Linked DNA regions of Triticum aestivum: region 1 is linked to region 2. The links are chromatin contacts, called in public Hi-C maps. All regions are on one chromosome and are shown on one strand. The core of a region is the stretch at or near the end of the contact, and the rest is flanking DNA. Distances in the headings are between cores, read along the strand shown.

Region 1 (5,380 bases), core at 1,931-4,430, 210 kb before region 2:
CCTGGCCTCCAGTCTTCTTCTGTGTTAGCAATGCAGAACCTGAACATGCCATAATCTGTCGCATACCTGAAGAAGGATAGCTGTCTGTCAGTAAATTTCAAGGATTGTACTGTATATCTTAAAAGGACGAGTTATGGCCTCACTGAGTCACAGCATTTACCAGAATTTTGCACGGTTCTCAGCAGGAGTATAGAATACAGTTTGCGCAGGAACACCACATTCTCCACCTGAGTCAAGATTTCCATAGAAAGATCCAGTCCCGGGCCAGTCTCTTTCATGGTTACCACTGCAGAAATGCCCTTCTTGTATTTATGAAACAGTAACACATTTTGATACCAGAGGAAGTTCTGAAATGATATACTAAACTAACCTGCCAATCATGTATGGTACAGTCGATGCAATTGGTTCAATCTGTGAGGTGAACTGATCCCACTGAGACAAGTAGCCATTGGCGTAGCAAATGTCCCCAATGTGAAGCACCATGTCAATGTTTTTTAGGTCTCTAATGATCTGGTTAGTAGTGTTCAGTGAGCCAGGTTGGAAGTCATTGAACTCATTGGAACCATCTGCCTCTGCCTGAAGGAAAAAATGCGAGCACAAAAAATCACTGTAATTCTGATTCAGAAAGAGAATCACCGTAACTGGAAAATGTCTAGTTGTTACAAGAAAAATATGAAATAAAACCAAGATGGACAGGTAACATAACATACCTTTCCCATATCTCCAAATATGACAATTTGTTGCAAGGAATCCTGTCCAGGATAAGGTGATGCTTTAAAGCTATATATCTTGCTCCAGACCTGGGTACCATTTGGTAACCTATGGCCAAGCCTGTAGGTATACCTGAAAAAAAAATTAAGTAACCATTTCTTAGTAGCTGGATGCATCACAATTTCAAAACAGGTTAAAGAGACAAGATAGACAACACACTTGGAGTCTGGCCACAGATCCTTCAAGAAACTAGTATGAATGTAACCTGGATGGCGCCAACCAACCGTTCGAGCAGGTGCTCCTACATGTGCAGATTAGAAGTCAGGTGTTTGATTCAAAACAAAAACAAATGATCTAAGAAAACCTATGAGCAGATTCTCAGTTATGTTGACGGTGTAAATTCTGAACTACGATCGTCTCATCTCTTAAGAAGAATAGGCAAATAGTGACATACCGCACATGCTATTTCTGTTGAATGATAATGTTCCGGCTGGGGAAAGAAACCGAGGCCCGCCTTTTGCACCCCATTCAACAAAAGGAACTGCTTCTTTTATATTGTATCCACTTGTCCAGGTGATTGTCATCTACAATAGTACTAGTACAGTTACCTTAGACAACTGAAGACAGTACTATTGTATAGCTAGTTCAATGCTGAATTGAGAAGAATAATACGATGCATATTCTTGTGAAAAAGACACACAATTTAAAACGGTCCTCTCAATGGTGAATTTATAGGTAAGCTTACTTCATCCCAAGACTTCCCTTGTGCCAAACGTGGGTAGACAGGTGCCTTTGGGTTTGCAAAGGTGACCATGTTTGAGACAGCAATGAGCTTGGGCTGTTACAGGAGTGGACATTTTCAGTCTCAGGAATATGACAAGTATATTTTTTGTTAGAGCAGAGTTGTTATTATGCAGAGAAGTTGAGGTAACAAAGTATAGCCTTGCCTTCAACAGACCACCGGAGAATAGTGCAAAAGAGAAGTCTTCCCTCTGGTTGATCAATTGAAGCTTCAAGTTTCCCTTCCCAGACCTATTATATCCATCATTCTTGAACTTTGCAAATTGGTACTGCAATGAAGATAGGAAAGAGAAAGGTTAATGTCCGAAATGAAAGTGTCCCGGAGTCTGAATCCTGGCATAGAACTATATATCTGAAGCTCAATTAGCCCAATTGAACAGGAAAAATAATGCCAACCTTGATAGGTGCTGTGCATAGCACCGGAGGTTGTTGCCACTCATTTTCAGGATCGCAGATCGCACCACTATTTTTTTTCAAAAAAGAAACAACAAATCAAATAATACGTAAGATCTTATTGGTGCATCAAAGAATGACTAGGTGGATTGAATTCATGTCACAATAGATCTGCCTCCGTGCAGATATACCGATATTGTTACCTGAAATTTGCAGGAGAAAACACGCCAATCCAGTCGTCATCAGAGGGATTTGGATGGAAGAACTCTACCTCTACCCACTCGCTGTTCTCACCCTGCAGAGGATGGCATCACATCACTGTGCAACTGTTGAGCAAGCTAGACAAGAGTGGTGAGAACTGGGGCATACTAACCTTGAGCCCAAGAACCAATGGGGACGCCTTTATATGTACGGAGTCATCGATGGCGAGGGTCGTATTCTCGATTGCGATCCTCGACAGCGGCTGCTCGCCGCCCGGAAGAGCCGCCGCACAAACGAACAACCATATGACCACCAACCACAGCCTCATCTCCTCCAGAAGCCTGAAACTCCCAGGTAAGACAGCACTCCAAGAAGTACAGAAGGAAGCATAAGACCTGCAATTTCGAACCATTTCAGGAGAAGGAAAAGGAGTACCAAGGAAAGACAGCAACTTAATGATATGCGTGCACAGTGCAACTGCGTCGAGTGACCAAGTGTGCAGGATTGGATGAAGGGATGGACAAATATATAGCCAATCATTGAGGTGGGCGTGTAGACATAGGATACTATTCGATGCTCCCAAGAAAACATAATGGCATAGAAAAATGGCGTCAAGAAAGACCGTAATAGTTGACTGACTCTGTCAGTGTCAGCATTTTTTCTCCTCCCTTTACTAGGGATGTCCGTGTCAGTAGTGATCTAAACACTCTTATATTTCTTTATAGAGGGAGTAGTATTGATAAAGATTAACTGGACAGACGTGGAGAAAAGATCAATCGGTAAAGATTAATTGTATTAGAGATAAATGCTTCTTGATCAAATTACCAGGCAAACATTGAGAGCAAGAACCGTGGCGTGGACGTGGCACTCTCACAGTCTTGGACAGCGGTTGTTCGCAGCCATGGAGCGCATGAACATGTGCCAAGAAGCATCCATAGCACAGCATGGACCTTGGTCGAACAGGTGGTGGGCGACGGAGGAGGGGAACAGTCACCACGGTCATCGTTCGCGCGTACTCCCGCGCGCCGCTCATGTTCCAGACCCGACACCGTTCTGTTCGGCCTGGCCTGCGAGCGCGGCGCCGACGGACGGAGCACGCGAACACGCCGGCCTGGAGGACGGTGGCAGCGAGCGGCTGGCTGTTGGGTTGGGCCGCCCACGGCCAGCTCGCCCGGGCCAGTCACCTCCCGAGGTGCGAAACGTTTTTCTTTTTCTTTTCTCACCCTCCCCACAGGAACAGAAAGCTACCCAATCCTCACCCCCCGACAGAGAAGGCAGCGGCGGCGCGCGTCGAGGTGCAGCCCCTCTCCTCTCTCCCTCCCTCTGTAATCTTTTCTCTATCTCTACGGTACGGCGGCGGCCGGTGGGTCGCGATAGGTGAGCGGCGGTGGCGCGCGTCGAGGGGATGGTGGTGGGCGGGAGGGGAGTGAGACAGTCAGTGGACGGTGAGGGATGGGGGGTGCGCGGGAGCCGGGAGGCGAACTGGCAGATGGCGAGGCGGAAGGCCGGTGCGGTGAGGGTTGGGTCCGGGACGGCGACGGGCAGGCCGTGAATGAGGCAGACCGCGGCGAACTCCAGCGCGGGGGTCAGTTGGCTTATGCTATGGCCGGGGGTTGCCATTGGATCGGAATTGAATATCAGTTTTAGACACTGGGCGTGGAGTAGGGCTCTCCTCTGTACTTCTCTGCGCCGGGCTCTGACCCCCGCCCTCTCTTCCTCTCTGCAGCTAGCACCGAGCGATTCTCCTGGTGGCACCAAGCCGGCCAAGATAACAAGCTAGCAGCCCCCTTTCTCTCCCTCAAAAATCAGAGGTATAACAGGCACACAGGAACCCCATTGCTGTTGTTTGGTTCTATTTGTTGATTGTTGGACAGTGAGTATGAAATGTTTTGTATGTATATGAATTGTGAGAGATATTTTTTATGTTTATGGACAGTGAGCATGGTTCATGCATTTGATTGTGCTCCCAGCTGAGGCTGCTGGGTCACCCGCCGGAACGCCGCCTGGAAAAATGGCGTCCACCCTTCTCCCGACCTTATTGCCGCCAGTTTCACGTGCCGCCGCCTTCCTCCTCCGAACCCCACCAAAACCCTTCCGCTATCACCATTCGCTTTTCCGCAGCCTCCTCGCGTCAGCTTCTTCCCCATCAACCTCTCCTACTCCCCGCGCCCTCGTCACCATGGCCTGTGCAGCTGTCCCCACCCGCCGGGATCTCCTCATGCTCGGCATCGAGACCAGTTGCGACGACACTGCCGCAGCCGTGGTATGCATGGTCATTCGCTGCACCATTTCCTTTCCAGTCGCTTCTATTTGTGGTCAAACCTTCCAGGTTTTATGCTTAGGTCCTGGCTCTATGATGCTTTGGTTTGTTGCAGGTTAGAGGCGATGGAGAGATCCTTAGCCAAGCGATTGCTTCCCAAGTAAGGAAATGCATTTCAGTTCGCATTTCTCCAGATGTTTCATGTCTAATTCTGTTGAGATCAGGATTTTTTGGGCAAATGTTGTATCCTTTAAATGTTGCTAATCGTACTGTTGTGTGTTTGGAAGTCAGATTTGCTTGTGAAATGGGGTGGTGTCGCTCCTAAGATGGCTGAAGAAGCTCATGCTCTTGCAATTGATCAGGTTCATATTCCTTTAAGAAGATGGATGACTTTTAATTCTAATATGTTTGTTTTAACTGTCTTCTATGTCCTTGTCTTGCAGGTTGTTCAGAAAGCACTCGATGACGCAAATGTGTCCGAGAGTGATCTTTCTGCTGTGGCCGTGACCATTGGACCAGGACTTAGTCTATGCCTTAGAGGTTCCTGTTTTTGCTATTCCGATCTTGATGAATTACTGATGTTTAAGGAGATGTCTGTTCATCAGTTACCAAATCCAACTTTTATCCACGCAAAACATAATTGTAATCTGTAAGCTTGCACATCGGATTCTTTTATCAATGAGGTTTTAGGTATGGTGACAGTGGTCCAACTGGGTTAAAGTTAGTCAGACTAAAGAATCTTGCTATTCACTTAAAGAACTGCTAGTGTGTGCGACAGTAACGATTCGAAAGTCAATTTTTGCTGCTTGCATGTTATATATGCATTACGCTGTCAGTACAAGGGCCGACTTACGCTTAATCTTTCACATGCGATCTTCATTTTCTTTCTTTGTGTGGTACTTAAGCAAAAACGTTTTAGGTGTACTGCATTTTCATCACCAGCCTGTCGGCCCTTTAGCTTTTTTAGTAATTCCTAATTACATGTAGACAGTCATCTGCAAAGTCGGTCCATAG
Region 2 (5,629 bases), core at 972-3,471:
CCTCTCCGGTCAATAACCAACAGCGGGATCTGGATACCCATGTTGGCTCCCACATGTTCCACGATGATCTCATCGGATGAACCACGGTGTCGAGGATTCAATCAATCCCGTATACAATTCCCTTTGTCAATCGGTATGTTACTTGCCCGAGATTCGATCGTCGGTATCCCAATACCTTGTTCAATCTCGTTACCGGCAAGTCTCTTTACTCGTACCGCAATGCATGATCCCGTGACTAACGCCTTAGTCACATTGAGCTCATTATGATGATGCATTACCGAGTGGGCCCAGAGATACCTCTCCGTCATACGGAGTGACAAATCCCAGTCTCGATCCGTGCCAACCCAACAGACACTTTCGGAGATACCCGTAGTGCACCTTTATAGTCACCCAGTTACGTTGTGACGTTTGGCACACCCAAAGCACTCCTACGGTATCCGGGAGTTGCACGATCTCATGGTCTAAGGAAAAGATACTTGACATTGGAAAAGCTCTAGCAAACGAAACTACATGATCTTTTATGCTATGCTTAGGATTGGGTCTTGTCCATCACATCATTCTCCTAATGATGTGATCCCGTTATCAATGACATCCAATGTCCATAGTCAGGAAACCGTGACTATCTGTTGATCAATGAGCTAGTCAACTAGAGGCTTACTAGGGACAGGTTGTGGTCTATGTATTCACACATGTATCACGATTTCCGGACAATACAATTATAGCATGAATAATAGACAATTACCATGAACAAAGAAATATAATAATAACCATTTATTATTGCCTCTAGGGCATATTTCCAACAATATGTACTCCAAATCGGAATCCATTGCTAGAAAGAAGAAGGGAAAGCTGTTTTTAGCTTCGGCAATTCATCAAACAGTTGCCGGTCATGGTGAGTATAGCTGTAGCGGATGGTACCTGGCGGGGCGATCGGAGGACACGGGTTGAACGACGACGGAGGAGAAGCGGGGTGGAGCCCGGCTGGAATGCTGGAGGTGACGGAGGCGTAGAGTTCCGGCAGGGGTGTGGCGTGGCGGCCGGGGTGGTGGAGCAGTGGCGAAGGCAAAGAGAGAAAGAAGGAAGGAGAGAAAATGGGGAGGATGAGGGTGCAGGGTCCAGAGAGGGTTTTGGGTGAGCCCGTGGTGTCGGAGTCCTACGTGTCTAGTGTCTGGACTCCCGCAAAGCTCCCCACTTTTATCTCCAGTTTGCGGGAGAAAATATGTCCGAACCGCGCCGCGTACCGATACAGGACCGCATTAGATAGCTTCCGCGGTCCGGGTGTATGCGTGTGGTTTGCGGGTATGCCTTGGAGATGCCCTTAGAGCATCTCAAGCCATTTTTCTATAAAGTTTATTTATTTATTTTGTTTTCTAATTAACAGAGTACCCACACAGATGCTCGTATAAAGGGTTCTATCCCCTTTTTTCCCGCTGCCTCATTTGTTCCTAAATTTGTGGTTATCGACTTTCCGCGACCTGCTCTGCCCCACCATCGGCACCATTTGACTGTCTAAACCACTCGTGAACCTCAGCCACTTGCGACCTTGTCTTCCCCAAATATCGGCCGACTATGATCGGCACCACTCGGTCGTTGCCTCTTGCAACCTTATTCTCCTCTGCATGCCAATTGCTCTTGAGCCGCTCTCTTTTCTCGACTCTAGCGAGGTGTGTGTGTCGCGGTCGAGTGGATGTTTGCTGAGCTCTCTGTTGAGCAGCCCTCGAATTACTCGACCCCACGACTCTCCTTCCTTCCCTTCTCTCCGAGTCCCTTGGCATTTTCGAGAAATTCGACGAGAAGCGACATCCCTGACGACCCCCTCCATTGCCATCGTATGGAGGTCCTCCTCCGACGGAGCTGACCACCATCACCCTGCTTGCCTCGACTCACCGCGATAACATGGTCACCTGCGCTTGCCGCACTCCTGCCTCCCCCACCCCCTCTTTGTCTCTTGCTGATAAATGTCCATTCCCTTGCGAAAAAAATATAAATGCCCATTGACAAGTTGGCAAGGGAATGTTTTTTTTTTTGGCGAGTTAGATTTCCCAACCTCACAAGTTGGCAAGGTGTGTTTTGTCAACAAAAACAAATTGTCAAGGTGTGACCGTGTGAGATCACTGCAGACGCATCATTGTTTCGTTGACGGGCGAAAGTAGTGTGAACCGAGACGAGAACGAGGCCGGCCTGGTGCGGGTGCGCCACGCACGCGTGCCGGTACGCCCACCATCGCACTTGCGCCTAGGGCACCGGCTCGCAGCGGACGCGCGCCCGTCCGTCCCCCACAAGTTGCCGCCGCCGCCGCCGTCCGTTGATTTATTCTCTTCCAATCCCACCACGCGCGCGTAAATAGCAACGTGTCCGCCTAATTTCCGCCGTTTCGTCCCTTCACCCCCTCTCCCTCATTTCGGATCAGGAAAGTCCGCGCGTGAGCGAGCGTGTCCAGGAAAGGTTCAAGATCGCGTCTCTCGGATCGTGAGGCCCCACGAGGAAAAATCGGGCGATCGTCGTTGGATTCTTGTTCTGTGGTGCGAGTGCGGATCGGGGGAGTTCTGTGGCGAGTGGAGGGCGCGCGAGGGATCCGGGAGGTTGTTTGGGGAGGAGGGATCTGATCTGACTAGTGAGGCGGAGGTATGGTTGCCGGGCCGGAGGTCATGCATCAGGTCGTTCCGATGCTGGAGGCGTCGTTCCGCCGGTGCCCCGTCAGAGGGGTCGAGGAGGTCGTCGTCGGGGTCGGGGTGTCGTCGCCGCCGCTGCCGGTCGATTCGCAATCGCAGGTCGACCTCGAGGTGCCCGATCTGGTGAGTTCTTGACCCTGGCCGGCGATGGTCCCGGCCGGCTTCCCCCCCTCCCCTCTCCAGTTCGTTTTGATCTTTAGGTAGGAGTTCTTTTGACCCGGCGAGTTGGGTGTGGTAAATCTAGGTTCTTCTCGGCGGGGATCGCTCGTGTGTTCTTTGTGGTGTTATACGATTCTTTAGATTATCAATCAGGAACGCCTCTCTTGTCTGATTGCGTAGCGAAATTACGATGCCAACAGGTGTTTAAGTGACCTTTCCTGTAGAATTGGTTCTAGCCTAGGGTACTAACTTGTGTATATAAGAATTTAAAGGGCAAGCCTTCCTTGTTGCTGTTTTCTAACATCGATGTATCAACTGTTGATGGTAGTTTGGAAATTGGGGTTACAAATGGATGGTGGAATCATTAATGGGTTGATCTGTTTAGCGCGCGGTAATCTTATCGCAAATTATGTACTGGTATGGTTTTGCGATCATATTGATTGTTTGCCTACGCAAGATGGTATGATTTGCTGTGTCTTGTTTCACTGCTGGGCATATTAGAATTATGCTACCCCAACTTATTTGGAGTACCTTGAATCGTCTGCTTTTGGGATTTGCTACGGCTTTTACTTGGAAGGACAAGTTTGGATGCCTAAGTAGTTGTTTTATCAATTAAGCACTGAAATGTTTGTTTAGTTATCTCCATACCACACGCATAAGTAGTTGTTTTTATTAATTCAGCATTGAAATGTTTGTTTAGTTATCTCCATAACCATATAATAGAGTTGATTTAGACGCTGAACACTTGAATGATTTGCCATGCGATGGTTAGCAACCCAATTTGTCTTGATCAAACAGTATAAGTGACCCTTTCCGCACATATATTTTTAGTGGATGATGTCTGTTCATTACAGCATATTAATTGTTGTCTGCTCAATGCAGGTTAAGACGCCTTTGGAGACGCTACAGTTTGTCCCCAAGATTCGATCTGGCAGCTTCGCTGATATTGGACCTAGGCGCTACATGGAAGATGAACATATCAGAATTGATAATCTTTCTGGTCATCTTGGCTCACTGTTGCTGTGCCCGTCCCCTAATGCATTCTATGGGGTATGCACGGCCTTCCATCATTTCTATTTAACCTATACTATGATTCTCCCTCGCCATCTGAACTAATTGTTTTATTTGTCAATAGGTTTTTGATGGCCATGGAGGTTCAGATGCAGCAGCCTACATGAAAAGGCATGCCATGAGGTTGTTCTTCGAGGATTCAGAGTTCCCAGAAGGATTACAAGAAGATGATTTTTTTTCTGAATCTGTCGCGAACTCAATCCGCAAAGCGTTCTTGAGTGCAGACCTTGCTCTTGCAGACGATTCAGTCATCAGCCGGTCGTCGGGAACCACAGCTCTTACAGCTTTGATCTTTGGAAGGTAAGAGGAGCATGCAGTCAAAGCCTCTGCATATACACTCTGTGATACAATAGATACTAGTAATAATGTACGTGCCACGCACGATTATATTAGGTAGGATATTAGTTGCACGTTATATTAGGTAAGATATATCTGTTGCACGTCGGTCTTTGGTAAGATATCAATTACATTTTCGCGGGAATGGTAGGATACTAATTACATGGCAGATTTCAAGGGATAGCCTTGAGTCAAAACGTGTTTATAACGAATGGCAGTGGTGGGTAATTAGAGCGTTAAACGTGTTTGGTGCTCAACATTGGAGTGATTTGAACCGCTAGATAACATGATTTGACGGTCGAGATGGTCTGGATCTGCCCATTTGGGTCTTTTTATATTGGTATAGATGATTGTATTGGCATATGCATGCTAACTTTTGCTCTTCTTCCTTTCTGGCAGGCAGTTGTTGGTTGCAAATGCTGGGGATTGCCGAGCAGTTCTATGTAGGAAAGGCATGGCTATGGAGATGTCCCGTGATCACAGGCCAACATATGAAGCAGAGCGTCAAAGGGTCACTGAGTGTGGGGGATACATTGAGGATGGCTACCTCAATGGAGTACTGTCCGTTACTCGGGCTCTAGGGGATTGGGACATGAAAATGCCTCAAGGCTCGCAGTCACCTCTCATCGCCGAGCCAGAGTTCCAGCAGACCATCCTCACGGAGGACGATGAGTTCCTCATCATAGGCTGCGACGGGATATGGGACGTCATGACCAGCCAGCAGGCGGTGACCCTGGTCCGAAAGGGGCTCCGGCGGCACGATGACCCCGAGAGGTGCGCGAGGGAGCTCGCCATGGAGGCGAAGAGGCTCCAGACCTTTGACAACCTCACGGTGATCGTCATTTGCTTTGCCTCCGAGCTCGGCGGGTGCCTGCGGTCTTCGGAGGAGGCATCATCGAGGAGGATAAGATCTTGCAAGAGCCTGTCTGCTGAGGCCCTTTGCAACCTTAGGAGACTGCTGGAGTCTGATCAGTAGACGATTGCCGTAGGGCTTATTGAGTTATTGTGCCGACGGGTGTTAGATGCCTCGTACGGCTGCGCTTGCGCAGCCAGCAATTTTGTAGGGCATCCGTCGTTTGTTCGATGCAGTTCTTCCTTTTTTTTTGTTTATTTTGTGTTGACTACTGCAGTATTTGGTGTACATACTCCATTGGTTCATGTACCGGTGATCAGTTCGTTAGTGATGATTTATGTCAGTGAGAAACCTCCTCCAAGATTGGTAGGATTATTTTCTAGGCAGGAGTTCTGACTTGCAATAGCTATAGGAGTGCAATATATATATATATATACAGAAGGAAATGAGTTCATACGTACAGGCAAAGCGCCCAAGAGGAGTTCATCTTTGTCCTGAGCCTGATGAGGTGCAGATGCTTTATAGTACTCCTTTGTAA

The links. A called contact is a pair of places that touch in the nucleus more often than the background predicts.
Region 1: a Hi-C map of leaf shows a contact between it and region 2, with 7 times the contacts expected there. The contact joins the promoter of LOC123119663 here to the promoter of LOC123119662 in region 2. A contact is called at or near these places in 3 of 5 Hi-C or Micro-C datasets (all in leaf) and 1 of 1 datasets of contacts at active chromatin or transcription factors (leaf).

Annotation. Positions count from the first base shown.
Region 1 is chr5D:97,329,561-97,334,940 of IWGSC CS RefSeq v2.1, reverse strand. LOC123119663 (probable inactive purple acid phosphatase 1) reads right to left here and starts at 3,180. Exons shown (of 13, transcript XM_044539546.1): 1 at 2,932-3,180; 2 at 2,279-2,501; 3 at 2,109-2,200; 4 at 1,909-1,975; 5 at 1,659-1,781; 6 at 1,457-1,549; 7 at 1,166-1,295; 8 at 931-1,012; 9 at 711-843; 10 at 371-576; 11 at 161-286; 12 at 1-66. The coding sequence starts at 3,038.
Region 2 is chr5D:97,113,573-97,119,201 of IWGSC CS RefSeq v2.1, reverse strand. LOC123119662 (probable protein phosphatase 2C 2) reads left to right here and starts at 2,221. Exons shown (of 4, transcript XM_044539544.1): 1 at 2,221-2,795; 2 at 3,714-3,881; 3 at 3,967-4,202; 4 at 4,638-5,553. The coding sequence starts at 2,628. The coding sequence ends at 5,214.